Linked DNA regions of Macaca mulatta: region 1 is linked to region 2. Evidence: chromatin contacts called from public Hi-C data. All regions are on one chromosome and are shown on one strand. Each heading gives the region's core, a stretch centred on a gene start, on an enhancer-like site or on the middle of the called end of the contact. The rest is flanking DNA. Distances are from core to core; before and after follow the strand shown.

What was found. A called contact is a pair of places that touch in the nucleus more often than the background predicts.
Region 1: a contact with region 2 is called in a Hi-C map of fetal cortical plate, with 3 times the contacts expected there. The contact joins two enhancer-like sites. A contact is called at or near these places in 4 of 14 Hi-C or Micro-C datasets (cortical neurons, fetal cortex germinal zone, fetal cortical plate and 1 more).

Annotation. Positions count from the first base shown.
Region 1 is chr16:45,214,894-45,221,385 of T2T-MMU8v2.0, forward strand. It overlaps RASL10B (RAS like family 10 member B), which reads left to right. Exons shown (of 4, transcript NM_001194639.2): 4 at 30-2,516. The coding sequence ends at 300. GAS2L2 (growth arrest specific 2 like 2) reads right to left here. Exons shown (of 6, transcript XM_001114413.5): 5 at 5,992-6,244; 6 at 3,505-5,397. The coding sequence ends at 3,843. Among named protein-coding and RNA genes, the nearest start is that of GAS2L2, 8.9 kb to the right of the region's middle. Within about 2 kb of position 2,953, at least 6 of the 40 cell types and tissues checked have an H3K27ac peak or open chromatin away from gene starts, as enhancers often do. A contact at or near this core is called in fetal cortical plate, where this site is marked.
Region 2 is chr16:45,091,839-45,098,604 of T2T-MMU8v2.0, forward strand. AP2B1 (adaptor related protein complex 2 subunit beta 1) reads left to right here. Exons shown (of 21, transcript XM_077970803.1): 6 at 4,468-4,658; 7 at 6,696-6,766. Among named protein-coding and RNA genes, the nearest start is that of AP2B1, 36 kb to the left of the region's middle. Within about 2 kb of position 1,358, at least 1 of the 40 cell types and tissues checked has an H3K27ac peak or open chromatin away from gene starts, as enhancers often do. A contact at or near this core is called in fetal cortical plate, where this site is marked.

The sequences.
Region 1 (6,492 bases), core at 1,703-4,202, 120 kb after region 2:
AGTTCTGAGCTTCCTGCCTCGCCCCGCAGGGTGATCGGCACCTCAGAGACGCCCATCATCATCGTGGGCAACAAGCGGGACCTGCAGCGTGGACGAGTGATCCCGCGCTGGAACGTGTCGCACCTGGTGCGCAAGACGTGGAAGTGCGGCTACGTGGAATGCTCGGCCAAGTACAACTGGCACATCCTGCTGCTCTTTAGCGAGCTGCTCAAGAGCGTCGGCTGCGCCCGGTGCAAGCACGTGCACGCTGCCCTGCGCTTCCAGGGCGCGCTGCGCCGAAACCGCTGCGCCATCATGTGACACCTGCGCGCCCCGCGGGCTGCACCGGCACTGGCCGGGCGGAGGGTGGGGCTGTACTGCGGTGCTGGGGCGGGGAGCGGGCGGGAAATGGAACTGTGACGGTCCCGGCCTGAGGCCCCTGCAGCCACGCATCTCCCGGTGAGAAGCAAAGCGCGAGAGGGAGCCCCCAGTAACTGCTAAGCCCTGCCCCTTGCCCCCGTGGCTTCCTGGGACAGCCGTCTTCAGTGCTGTATTTAGTGCAGTGCCCGGCCCGACCCGCGGGGGTGCCACAGCCTTTTGGGATGGGGGTGAGCGTGCAATGGAGGGTGGGGGTGGCGAGGTGCCGCCTTGGCCGGGCCCCCACCTGTCTTTTCCAGAATGTGTCTGTCTTTGCCGGGTGTCTTCCTTTCCCATGTCCGCCCACCCAAGCGTCTGTTGGTCCTTACCTGTCTCACCCACCCTCCAGTCCCCCCTAGCTCCGCTCACAGGGCTCTCATTTCGTCCATCCCCTTGTCGCAGATCCTGGCAGCTTCTTTGTGAGGCCAGGCCTTCTGACTGTCAGCACCACCGGCACAGGGCAGAGATGCGGGTGGCCCAAAGACCACCATCAAGGGGTCCGGGGGCTGAGGTCCCAGATCAGTGAGGGGAGAAGGTTGAGCTCTCCGGCTTCCAGGGAGACCTCCCCGCCCAGCAGCCCCCAGAGACACAACAACCTACCTTCCAGCCTTAACTCGATGGTCCGTCCCTGCCAGGTGCCCCTCACTCTTCCTGATCCCAAAGCCAGATCACCCCCTGGGTTAAAACTTTTTTTTTTTTTTTTTTGGACAGAGTGTGGAAAGGGAATCCCCCAAAGGATAGTTTCTTTTCCATGATGCCAGGTTCCAGTCTTCTATTACCTCCTGCATACTGCAATCTGGTCTGTCAGACTGGGGAATGTTAGGTTCTGGGGTCTGGTCGTGGGCAGGATGGTGCCCAGAAGGGGGTCAGGTTGTCCCAGTGAAGATTCTGTTGCCCCGTCTCAACCCCATCTGACTACCCCAGACTCTGCCTGCCTCAGATCTCAGACTATCCTGATTAATCTGGGGAAGAACAGAGCCAGGGAAAGAATGGTGGGGACCCCTGTGCTTGGGGGAGACACACCTGCATCTTCCCCCTGCCGGCCCCAGATGGAGGCCCTCAGGATCTGACACCCTCTTGTCCCAACACCAGTCAGCCCTATGCCCTAACTCACTCCGCCCCATTTTCTCCGGCTGCCTGGCCGGGTTTCTACCTCTCGTCACCGGAGCTGATCACTGTCAGTTTTGTACCGATTTAGAAATAACAATAATAGTGAAGATTCTAGGAATGGCATAAGGGATTGATGCGGGAATTGGAGGGAGGGAGAAGTGGTGCCCTGTCCCCTGCCCCCTGACCAAAGAAAGCTGTCCTTGAGGCTGAGCCCTCAGCCCTGGCCTGGTGGGAGGACAGCAGGGTCCCTTGTTATAAGACGGGCAGAGAGGACAACTCCACTTTGGCCAACTTAGCCAAGGCTGCAGCATATAGACTAGGAAATCAGGTAGCCCAGAGTGGTGATGGAGCGGAGTCTGGGGGAAGGGTCGTGGGTGGGGAATTTATCACCAACATCCATTGTAGGGGGAATCTATGATTCTGCTTCCCCGGCTGATTCCCACTCTGTCCACCAAGTGGGGGTAGCACAGCCCCACAGCAACCGCCTTGACCTTGGGCAGTCTAGTGTTCCTGCGTTCTAGTCCCTGCTGTGCTGCAGGACTTCGGGCAAGTGACCTGCCCTCTGTGAGCCTCCCTCTGACACAGAGGAGGTGGCTCCCCTTCCCCACACCTTAGAGTGGCTGGGAGGGTAACAAAGAGGGCCTGCCCCTTAGTCTCCTGCACCCCTGTCTCCTGGTTCACCAGAGGGAGGGGATGAGGGATGGCAGCATCTCACATGCCCCATCACCCCCAACTCTGAGGCACCTGAGGTGGGGGGAGGGGGCCCAGGCCTCTGGCTGCTCCCCTGTGGGAGCCATTGGAATGTATCATCTGACAGGCCCCCTCCCGCCTCCACTTCAACCCAGGTCTTGGATTTCAGGTCCCTCCACCCCCATTCTGAGTCTCTGTCCTTCCCCTCCCACCCCCTCCCAGGGTTTCCCACCACAGGGTCTGGAAGTGTGTGTGACGCCCATTGAGCTGTTATCCGAAGTCAGATTAAAAATCAGGGAGTGTTTTCCCCTGTTTCTGTACCAAGGTGTTGGCTCCGTTCCTCATGGTAGGAGGGGAGGGATCCCCACAGGGCTTGCCTGCTGAGCTCCGTGTGGAAGGAGGGTGAAGGTGGTGAGGTGGCCCCCAGTCCCAAAGCCCAGGTCAACAGGGAGACCACCGGTGAAGAGTTTGGGACGTATCACCTTTCCACCTAACCCCAAACCCTCCAACTAATTCAAACCATTCAGAAGGGAAGCAGAACTTCTCCCCTGCCAGTCTGGAAAATTTCCATAATGGGACTGAATCCCAGCTTCTCCGTCTGCGTCTCGTCCTTCCCACTCAAGGCTGAGACTTTGCAGCCTCTCAGTCATAACTTCTTGGATGTAGATGTGTTAGGAACACTTTCAGCCACCCGTCTTGTCCCTGAGTGATCTCAGGACCCAAACTCCAGAGCAAAGCTTTGAAGTCTTGGGCAAGGGTGCCTTCCAGAAGCGTGTGTGTTGAGGGCAGGATGTCTCTGTCCGTGGTGCTGACCCACCAGCCACTTCCAGGAAAGATGGGGCTGCCTGTAAAGACTGGCTGAGCCTCAAAAGAGGAAGCCTCTCTCACCACCAACTCCTTCCTCCTAGTCCCCATCTCCTGCAGTGGGATAACATCTGAAGCTATACCTCCCCGCACCACCACAGTCCTAGAGTGAGGGGCTCAAGAAGCTAGGGGGAAGGGGGAGGTGGGCTCAGTTGTTCACATCTTTAATCCCAGTGCTTTGGGAAGCCAAGGCAGGAAGATCGCTTGAGGTCAGCCTGGACAACATAGTAAGGCCCCATCTCTAAAAAATAAAATAAAATAAAATTAGCCAGGTGTCATGGCACCTACCTGTAGTCCCAGCTACTTGGGAAACTGAGGTGAGAGGATCACTTGAAGCCTGGGAGTTCGAGGCTGCAGTGAACCATGATAGTGCCACTGCACTCCAGCCTGGGTGACAGAGCAAGACTCTGTTTCTAAACTTTAAAAAAAAGAAGCTGGGGCTCAAGGTAGAATCACATGCGTTTAATAACTTAGGGGAGTTATGGAAACAGGTGGGCATGGCCAGGGGCCAGAGGCCAGGAGTGTGGGGAGATGTTCTGAGGGAGAGTCATGAGATATAGGATGGTCTCACTGCCCCGGCCTACCTCTGGAGTTGGAGTGAGAGCAGTGGGTTGCCCCTTTGCTCAGATGAGCAGATGGAGTCTATATTTGTCTTCTGACCCACTCCTGCCCAAGGCCCTGTGTGGAGATGAGGGAACGTCCCTTCTGTTCCCACAGCTGTGAATCCAGTGTATACATGGCCATTCTTTTTGCTTCCCTCCTCCCCGACACGTTCATGTGCCTCAGACCCAGGACTCCTCCTCAGGTGGAAGTGGAGCTTGATCAAGCCAGTGAGGTCGCAGGTCCTCTGGAGTCTGGGGCCTGCTCTCCAATGGAGCGGCTGGCTCTTTCTCCTTTCCTTCCTCCTCCTCCTCACCTACTGAAGCTCCGTCCACCCGGGATGCCTCCCCTCCCTTGCTGCCCAGCACAGCTCTCAACAGTCTGTCCCTGCGGGGCGGCCTGGCTGGACCCAGGCAGACATAGGCCAGTGGCTTGGGGATTCGTGAAGGCTGCTTCTCAGGCCTGTGGTCTCTTCGGGGCCGGATCCTGGGTCTCAGCTTCAGCTTGTAGATGGATGGGACCTTCTTGGGCTTCCGGAGAGTTCTCCTGCCCTCACTTAGACATGCCTTGACTTTGTCAGAGTTGGGGTCCAAGGGCAAAGGTGTGGGGGCCTCCGGGCTGGCAGACGCAGTAGGGGCCGAGCAGTTCTGCCCTCCCTGTGGTGGGACCTTCCTCATGTGGGTGCCCTTGGCACTCAGGCTTGCCTTTGTGCTGGGCCCACTCTGTATGGCTCCCAACTTCCCTTTGAGGCTTCCCGGTCCTGGGGTAACAGCTGGCTTAGGGGAGCCAGTCGGGGCTGCCTTCCAGGCTTCCAGGTCCACTTTAAGGAGGGGTGGGGGGCCCTGAGCCAGTTCTTGGATGACTTTGTCATAAGGACCCCCAGGCTCAGGCCACCGCCCACCCAGGCTGGGGACATAGACCCCACTGCGAGGGATGACCCCAGACCTTGTGCCCTGCAGACAGGCACTCCCGACTTCTAGCAGCTTCATGTTGCCCAAAATCTCCTCTTCAAGGCTACAGTAGATGGCTTGCTCCTTGTTCCTGCCCAGGGGCAGAGGTGTGTACTGCCCCTCCTGCTCCTGTGGGCCCAGGTCCCGGGACACTTTGGCCTCTGCCATGAGCTGGATGTCCAACTGCTGGTCCTCCTGCCTCACTTTCACAGAGCAGTCCCCATGCGTGGACCCAGCCAGGTCCGCAGTGACGGCCCTTAGTGGAATGGGGTCTCTCCCAAGTTCTGTCCCGGGACTTCTACTTGTAGCACCAGGAAAGCTCCTTCCTGGTGTCGGGGGGTGAGGAGAGGGCAGCCGGATGGGGATCTTGGTTAGGTCTTGGACAGGGGTTGGAGAACAGACAGACTCTGGCTCCCTGAACTGGAAGAACGCACCCTTGGCCTTACCCTGGAGTGGCAGCCTGAGGCCCAGTTGCTCGGCTGGGCTACAGGAACGAGGCAGGGGAGATAGTCCTCTTGCTGATATCCCTTTGGTGGTGGCCTCAATGTCTCGGAGTCTTTGTGGGGTGGGGTTCCGGGCATCAGTTCCTTGGCTGTCTGTTTTCTCATGAACCCAAGATGTGGGAATCCTTCCCCTGGGGAGTCCAGGGGGGTATCTATCCACCCTCTTTCCTGACAAGGTGCACTGTGGGTCTCGGCCCTTTTGGGAAGACGAGGACTGGGGGCTGGGTGGGCTGTCCCCAGCTGTCGGCTGCCTCCAAGATGGGGTGAGAGACCTCTCCTGGCACCTGAAAGGGAGAATCACAAGGCTGCAAAGGGAGACTCCTCAGGCCGGCAGGGTCATCTAGTGTGGTCCCTGGCTCGGGGAAGTGACGGTCTTTCCCCAGTGAGAACACCCAGGGGGCTCGACTTCACGCTGAATGAAACCTATGCTCCCTCTCCTCCCTGACTGCCTTGAAATCCTCCTTATGACAGTCACTGCCTAAGTCTATGTGCCCTTGTTCCCTGTGTAGCAGATAGAAGGAAGCCTGATCCTGGCCTGAGGTGACTTCAGATCCTTCAAGGGATGGCCCCAGACCAGTTGCAGGGCAGTGGAGAGACAGAGGGGAGTGCAGGGGTTGTCTTAGTCTGTGCTCTACCGTGAAATGGTAGGAAACCTTGAGTAAGTCTGTTCCATTTCTGAGCCTCATCTGTGAAATGGGAAGGCATATGAAGTAACCACATTATCCCAAAGGTACTGGGTGTGCTTCTGGTTCCAAACACCTGTGGTCTCGGGATAGAGTCACTGCTGGGGATCTGCTCCTCTTATCTTGGAGTGTGGTGGCCTCTGAGAATGTGCACTCCAAAGGAAAAAGAGCCCCTTCCCTATCTCTTCCCCATACCTCAGGAATGGTGCCATCTCTCTGGACGCCCCCGTCCCTGCTCCCCGTTCCCTGCGGGGTCTGGGGGAGGATGGGGTGGGGGACCTCAGCCTTCGGCCTGAAGAGGCATATGTCTTCCAGTCCACGGGGGGTGGCGGGCTCTGTGAGCGGCTGATGGTCATCGTAGGCTGGGTCTGTGAGGGTCCATCCTGTACCCTTACTTCATGCTGCACTGGTGGGGCCGGGGGCTTCAGGAAGTTGCCTGGCTTGTGTGCTACCAACAGTGCCCCGGAGAAAGGAGAGGAGAGAAGAGTTCAATTCCTGCTGATGGGGCCCATTGTTCCTCCCCCAGTGGTCCCATGCCCCACACCCCACACTAAAAACAGTGGGACCTACAGTGGCAACACCAGAGTTTCTTTACAGGAGGGGCTTGGGGACCCAGCTGGGGGATTTGTTTAAAGCTATGTTTGTAGTGCAGGTACACAACTTTCCCTTAGAGCATGTGCTTATTTGGAGTGGCTG
Region 2 (6,766 bases), core at 108-2,607:
GCCTCAAGTGATCCACCTGTTTTAGCCTCCCAAAGTGCTGGGATTACAGGTGTGAACCACCATGCCTGGCCAAGGATTTATTTTTTTTAATGCTGCAGATGTGTCCCTTTGTAATCTAGATGCCAACTTTTTATAAATCAACTTGTGCTGAGGAACCTCTCTTAAGAAACCCTATTTGTAGGCCAGGTACCGTATGGTGGCTCACACCTGTAATCTCAGCACTTTGGGAGGCCAAGGTGGGAGGACTGCATGAGGCCAGGAATTTGAGACCAGCCTGGACAACATAGGGAGACCCCTGTCTCTACCAAAAAAAAAAAAAAAATTAGGCAGGCATGGTGGCATGGCACTGTAGTCCCATCTGCTAGTTCAAGTGAACTATACAAGATTACAGTGAACTATATGATTATGCCACCACACTCTAGCCTGGGTGACAGGCAAGACCCTGTCTCTTAAAACCAACTAACCAAACAAACCCCAAGGAAATTCTATTTAAAAATTAATTTTTAAAGCAAAACTTTTTCTAGAAACTCCCTTTTTTGGCTGGGTATGGTGGCTCACATCTGTAATCCCAGCATTTTAGGAGGCCAAACTGGGAGGATTACTTGAGACCAGGAGTTCAAGACCAGCCTGGGCAATATAGCCAGACCCCATCTCTAAAAAAGTAATTAAGAAACTTGACTGGGTGTGGTGGTGCAAGCCTGTAGTCCTAGCTACTCAGGAGTCTGAGGTGGAAGGATCACTTGAGTCCAGGAGTTTGAGATTACAGTGAGCTGTGATCAGTGCCACTGCATTCCAGCCTGGGCAACAGAGTGAGACCCTGTCTCTTTAAAAAAATACAATTTTTTTTCTTGGAAACTCTAATTTTTCTGAAATGGTAGTTAAAAGACCATCGTTCTCTTTGTGTCAGTATTTCCTAAGAGAAATGCCAATTTTCTGTCAGGAGAAGTGTTACCCATAGTTGTGTTAACAGTTCTAAATCAAAGTAATAGTTCAAATGAAAGAAGCACACCTGTATCTTAGTATACAGGCGAGTCAAGGCAGTTATTGTAAGGGTTACATTTGTACTTTGTGATATTATTGTCTAGAGAAGACTGGAGGAAGAGGAAGTAAATCTTAAGTTTCAGTCTATTATTTTTAAAGTTTATTTAAAAAACTAAACAATATAGTACAGAATTCCAAAGAAACAGTATAAACATTGACAAGTGAGTTGTCCTGTACACTCTAGCCACCCAGTTGCTGTCTCAAAGTCAGTCTTTTTCTTTAGCTACTTTAGATTCAGTGTGACTGGTTTATTTTAAGTTTTCATTGAAGAGTGAGAGAAACTTGGCTTACGGACCAGGAAAACTGAGAGCGCTGCCTGGTGAGCCTGCCTCAGTATGTTGCTGAAAATGTAGCAGTCTGACTGTGGAGATTAGGAAATGAAAGTGTAGAGATAGGATGGAAGGAACTTAAAGAAATTTTAGAGAAACATTAGAGTTTCAGTATAGAGGGATAGGATAGCATCTCCTCTGGACGGTCACTATTTGGCAGTGATCTCTTTTTCTTTACAGGCTTTGCTAAACAATCCTCTAATCTGATCTTTCTGGATCCTTAATTTAGACAGACTTTTCACCATTTTGTTTCTTGTTTTAATGTGATGATAAGTGGCAATTGCCTATTTAAACATCAGACCATACACTTCATTAGGTGCATTATGCACTTGGTTTAATTTCTAGTTGCCTATAATAACAGAGGATTTCCAATTGCTCATTCTGTTTAGTATCCTTCTGTTCTTTTTCTCCCCATTGCAGTTTTTAATTCTCCCCATTCTCTCATTTTCTTTGTCTGTGTTTCCTATTACTAGACCTTATATTTAATCTTTTTGTTTTTTTTTTAAATGAGAAGAGTTTCACTGACATAAGTGGTCATTTATTTCAGACAACTGGTAACCAAGACTGGACGTGTGTTGGCATCTATAGATCGAAACAGGCATCTGGCCTTCTGATATGATACTTTGATCCTTTAGACTATAATAAGGTCAACTAAGTACATTGTGCAAGGGAAATAAAATATCTTCCCTGCACGTGAAGCACATAGAAGGGATTATTATTTCTCTCTTTATGGCTTTTCTCATGCTTGATAATAGAGTTAGCAAACAAAAATTAAGTCAGGAAGGAGCCTCACACATGTTACCATCCAGTAGGCGGGCTAGATGAGTTTTCCTGATTTGTTTTAACAAGAATAAAATAGTGTATCTGTAACCATATTTACCAAGTGAGTCTTTGATTTTTCATCTTAGCATCTTTGTTCTGATCACCAAAGTATAGCTTGAGATTATTGCACTTGTGGCATCGTTATCCTTTACATAATAATGGATATTATTGTAAGTATATTTGTTAAATAAATCACATTCTCTAGACATTTATCTTCCAGATAAAATCATATGCTGGGATAATCTGAAGATTACACAGATAATGTGAATACTAAAATCAATCGCTAGATTGTAGTCATTATGTTTCTTCCCTTGCTAACAAAATGATAATCATACAATTCTTCATTTCTCAAGGTTTTATTAAGGGACTTCAGGAAGAACTAACTGGTTTTACATTTTTGAGAATCTTTCCAATATATATAATTGCTGAAGCTGTCTCCTATCATGTCTCATTCATACTTGGAGAATATTTATTTATTTATTTTATTTTTGAGATGGAGTCTCGCTCTGTCGCCCTAGCTGGAGTGCAGTGGCATGATCTTCACTCACTGCAACCTTCACCTCCCAGGTTCAAACAATTCTCCTGCCTGAGCCTCCTGAGTAGCTGGAATTACAGGCACACACCACCATGCCCGGCTAATTTTTTGTATTTTTAGTAGAGACAAGGTTTCACCATGTTGGCCAGGCTGGTCTCGAACTCCTAACCTAAGTGATCCACCCACCTCAGCCTTCCAAAGTGTTGGGATTACAGGCGTGAGCCACCACACCCAGCCAACTTATACTTGGAGAGTATTTATATTCAGCCTCACTTTGCTAATCTTTAGTCAGCAACTGGGAGCCTCACTGCAAAATATGGTCTTAAGTTTACTTGTATAGGGCCACAATATATAGTATTTTGTATGTATGCATGGTTTTTTTTTTTTTAGTATGTTTGCAACTTTTAAATGATTTTAGATGTTCTTCCGTTGTAGATTTCTTAGAATTAATTTGTAATTTTGATAAAGTGTTGACTTTTCTTCCTGCAGCTAAATGGATTCCCAGATCTGTGAGTCAGGATACAAGTGTACTTTCTAGTGTAAGGTAGCAATTTTTCAGCCGGGCACGGTGGCTCACGCCTGTAATCCCATCACTTTGGGAGTCTGAGGCGGGCAGATCACCTAGGGTCAGGGGTTCAAGACCAGCCTGGCCAACATGGCAAAACCCCATTTCTACTAAAAATACAATAATTAGCTGGGCATGGTGGCGTGCACCTGTCGTCCCAGCTACTTGGGAGGCTGAGGTGGGAAAATCCCTTAAACCCAGTAGACGGAGGTTACGGTGAGCCGAGATACACCATCACACTTCAACCTGAGCAACAGAGCAAAACTGTCTCAAAAAAAAAAAAACAGGGTAGCAATTTTTCATTTACCCTACCCAGAAAGAAGGATACATTTGAAATACTGTATTTCATTGAATCTTTAATGCCACTGATTATAAGATGTATTATTATTTTCTGTATTACTAAGAAAGAAAAATGCTTCCTATTGAACTGACAGGCCATTGATTATAAAATGCAACCCAGTTTCAAAGATGTTAATGTGAAAAACTATAGCTTACACTTGATGAATTATGGTAATATAACCAACCACCTTAAATTTACATAAGACTTTGTAGAAAGCACTTATACATATGTCATCTGGTTTTATCCTCAAACTGAAACTAATCTGTGAGGTGGACTAAATTATCTCATTTTCAGATGGAAGAACTGAGTTTCACAGAGATTACATATTCTCTCAGCATTGTATACTAGTGAACTAGGGTCTCAGGCCCACATATTCTTACTCTAAGACTTGTGGCATGATTGATGGTGTCACCTCCCCCAAACCCATACAGCTACACAACTATACAATTATTTGGCCTAAATTTTTCTCTCTGTTGCCTAATGTACGTATTTCATATTTAGACTTCGCCCTTTTTCATATGCTGTTCACATGTCTTGATTTTGAAAGTTTTGAGTGCCGTTAACATGGTTAATGTATGTTTTACTATTAAATAATGTGTGACTCTGCTAATATATGAATTGTTTTAATTCAGGGTTGCCTTACCACTATATATAATATCATTGGTGATTTAATATATGTTTTGAAGTGGTTTATTTGTTTCTATCTGACTAGGTAAAATGTTCAGGAATGGTTATGAATTGAGATCCGTGAAGTGATCCAGAGAAGGCTGATTAAGTGTTTGTCTGTAGCTGTACTGTTCTTGGTGAATCAAGGTCATATCCCCTTCTTTTCCAGGTGGTGGCTAATGCCGTAGCAGCATTATCTGAAATCAGTGAGTCTCACCCAAACAGCAACTTACTTGATCTGAACCCGCAGAACATTAATAAGCTGCTGACAGCCCTAAATGAGTGCACTGAATGGGGCCAGATTTTCATCCTGGACTGCCTGTCTAATTACAACCCTAAAGATGATCGGGAGGCTCAGAGGTCAGTCTGTTTTCCTGGCTACTTTCTGATAGTCTTGCCTGATTCTGTAAGTTCTAGAGTCTGGTATTAGAATAAATCAGTTGAGGAAGGTCAGTGGCTTCTAGGGTAGATGTTGCTATCTCCAAGGTATTTTCTCATTGGATTTAGGAATATTTTAGGTGGTGGAATAAACTATGCAAAACTGTTTCTAAGAAATGTATGTTTTTCATACAGTTACTTCTGCTAAAATCTTTCTTATTGTCTTACATCTCCCATGCAACAGCTCTTGGCCATTTGGCCAGCAAAGATTATTGAGTATCTCTCTTTGGAGTGACAGATTTTTCATTCTATTAGATACATAGAAAGTAGCTTCATATTAGTTATCGAGCTGACCTGTATGTATAATTCAGTATGAGAGAGAGTATGTTAAAGTCAGCAAAATATATCCTGCTTTCCATTAGATATGGAAACCATGTCAGTCTGAATTTGAAGATTTTAGAAGGCACACCTAGATTGTTCTGCTCAGCCTGTTACCATGTAATGTTGCAAATTTTCTTTAGTTATTAGAAATTGACTACTAAATTTCATCTACACATACATACATTTTAGTTTACAAAGTTGGAATTATCTCTAATTTTTATTGAGCATTTTGTATATGCAGGCACTGTACTAGGCAAAGTACTTCTGAAGAAATGTTGACTCTTCATTAAAGTTGGTATATTTTAATTATGGTAGATAAGAACTGGTCTGGCTGAAGCTGATTTCCAAGCTACTAGAATGTAAGTGATCTTCACTTATCTGGGAAATAGTCCCTCTAGACTGAACTAAAGCTCACTCTGATAGTTTCTTTCCATCATTGAAAGTACAAATACAGTCTGGAAATTACTGAGAATTACTGTTTTCTTCTGTTGGCCATTGACATCACATTCATTCATTCACTCAGCAAATATTTATTAAGCGCATACTATGTGCTAGGCAGTGTTCCTAGGCCCTGAGGATACAACAGTGAACAAAGTCATGGCCCTCTGGGATCACTTATTTGAAGGTTGGGGGTAGGAATATATAACATGTATAGATAGTATAATATATCATATGTATAGATAGTTTAATATGTAATATGTGAGATGGTGATAAGTACTAACAAGAAAGTAAAGTAGAGAGTGCCGTTATCTAAGAAATCTAAGAAATGCTGGACATTTGGGGGTGGGGGGTTGTATTTTATTTTTAAAAGATGGCCAGGGAAGGCCTCACTGAGAAGGTGGCATTTGTATAAAGACCCAAAGGAAGTCAGGAATAGGAGGAAGAGAGAAACACCGCCTATTTATCTTGTTTCTTTAATACAGTAAGTTAGCTACTCATGTTGCCCAAGCTATCAAAATTGGATTAATTTCTAAAGAACCCTCAACAGATAATTAAATATCTACCATTTTATGAGGCATGTAAGTGTAGGTGGCAGGGGCTGGGAGAGCAGGGAGATGGGAAAATATAGTAGTGGTGTCCTGCTATTTAAAAAACAAACCCTTTTCAGAGAGTCCCTTATTCTCATTATCCTCAAGACAGGAGATTGGATTGTTTTCCCTACCAACCTGCCTCCTTCTGTATCTTACAATGAAATCTTCAGCCATAACTGGGTTGCTGGCACTTCCTATGAAATAACTCTCAGAATGCTTAATTTGACTTCCTATAGGTTGAGTAGAAATGGGCTGAGAGGCAGGGAGCCCTAACATAATATGGGGAGACAAAGAGGACTATAAAACAAGAAGGTAAATGGTGTGAGCTCAAGCGTCTTGGGTAATGCTAGTTTCTTTCCAGTTTGAACATCCCTTATTGCTGGTTTTCTGAAGTCTTCTGATGTCCCTGCTCTGCCTGTAGTTTGCTGAGAATGAGGCTTCTGCATTGTCGGATCCCAGTTTTACCTAAGCATAGAGCTTTGACTTTTCTAACTAATTCTTGAATTTTTTGATACTTGGGCCATTAGACTCTGACATATTACCTTATAGAATGAATTCAGCAAAGAAATTATAATTCATGATACTAATTTTCATTCTTTGCCCTCAGCATATGTGAGCGGGTAACTCCCCGGCTATCCCATGCCAACTCAGCAGTGGTGCTTTCAGCAGTAAAAGTCC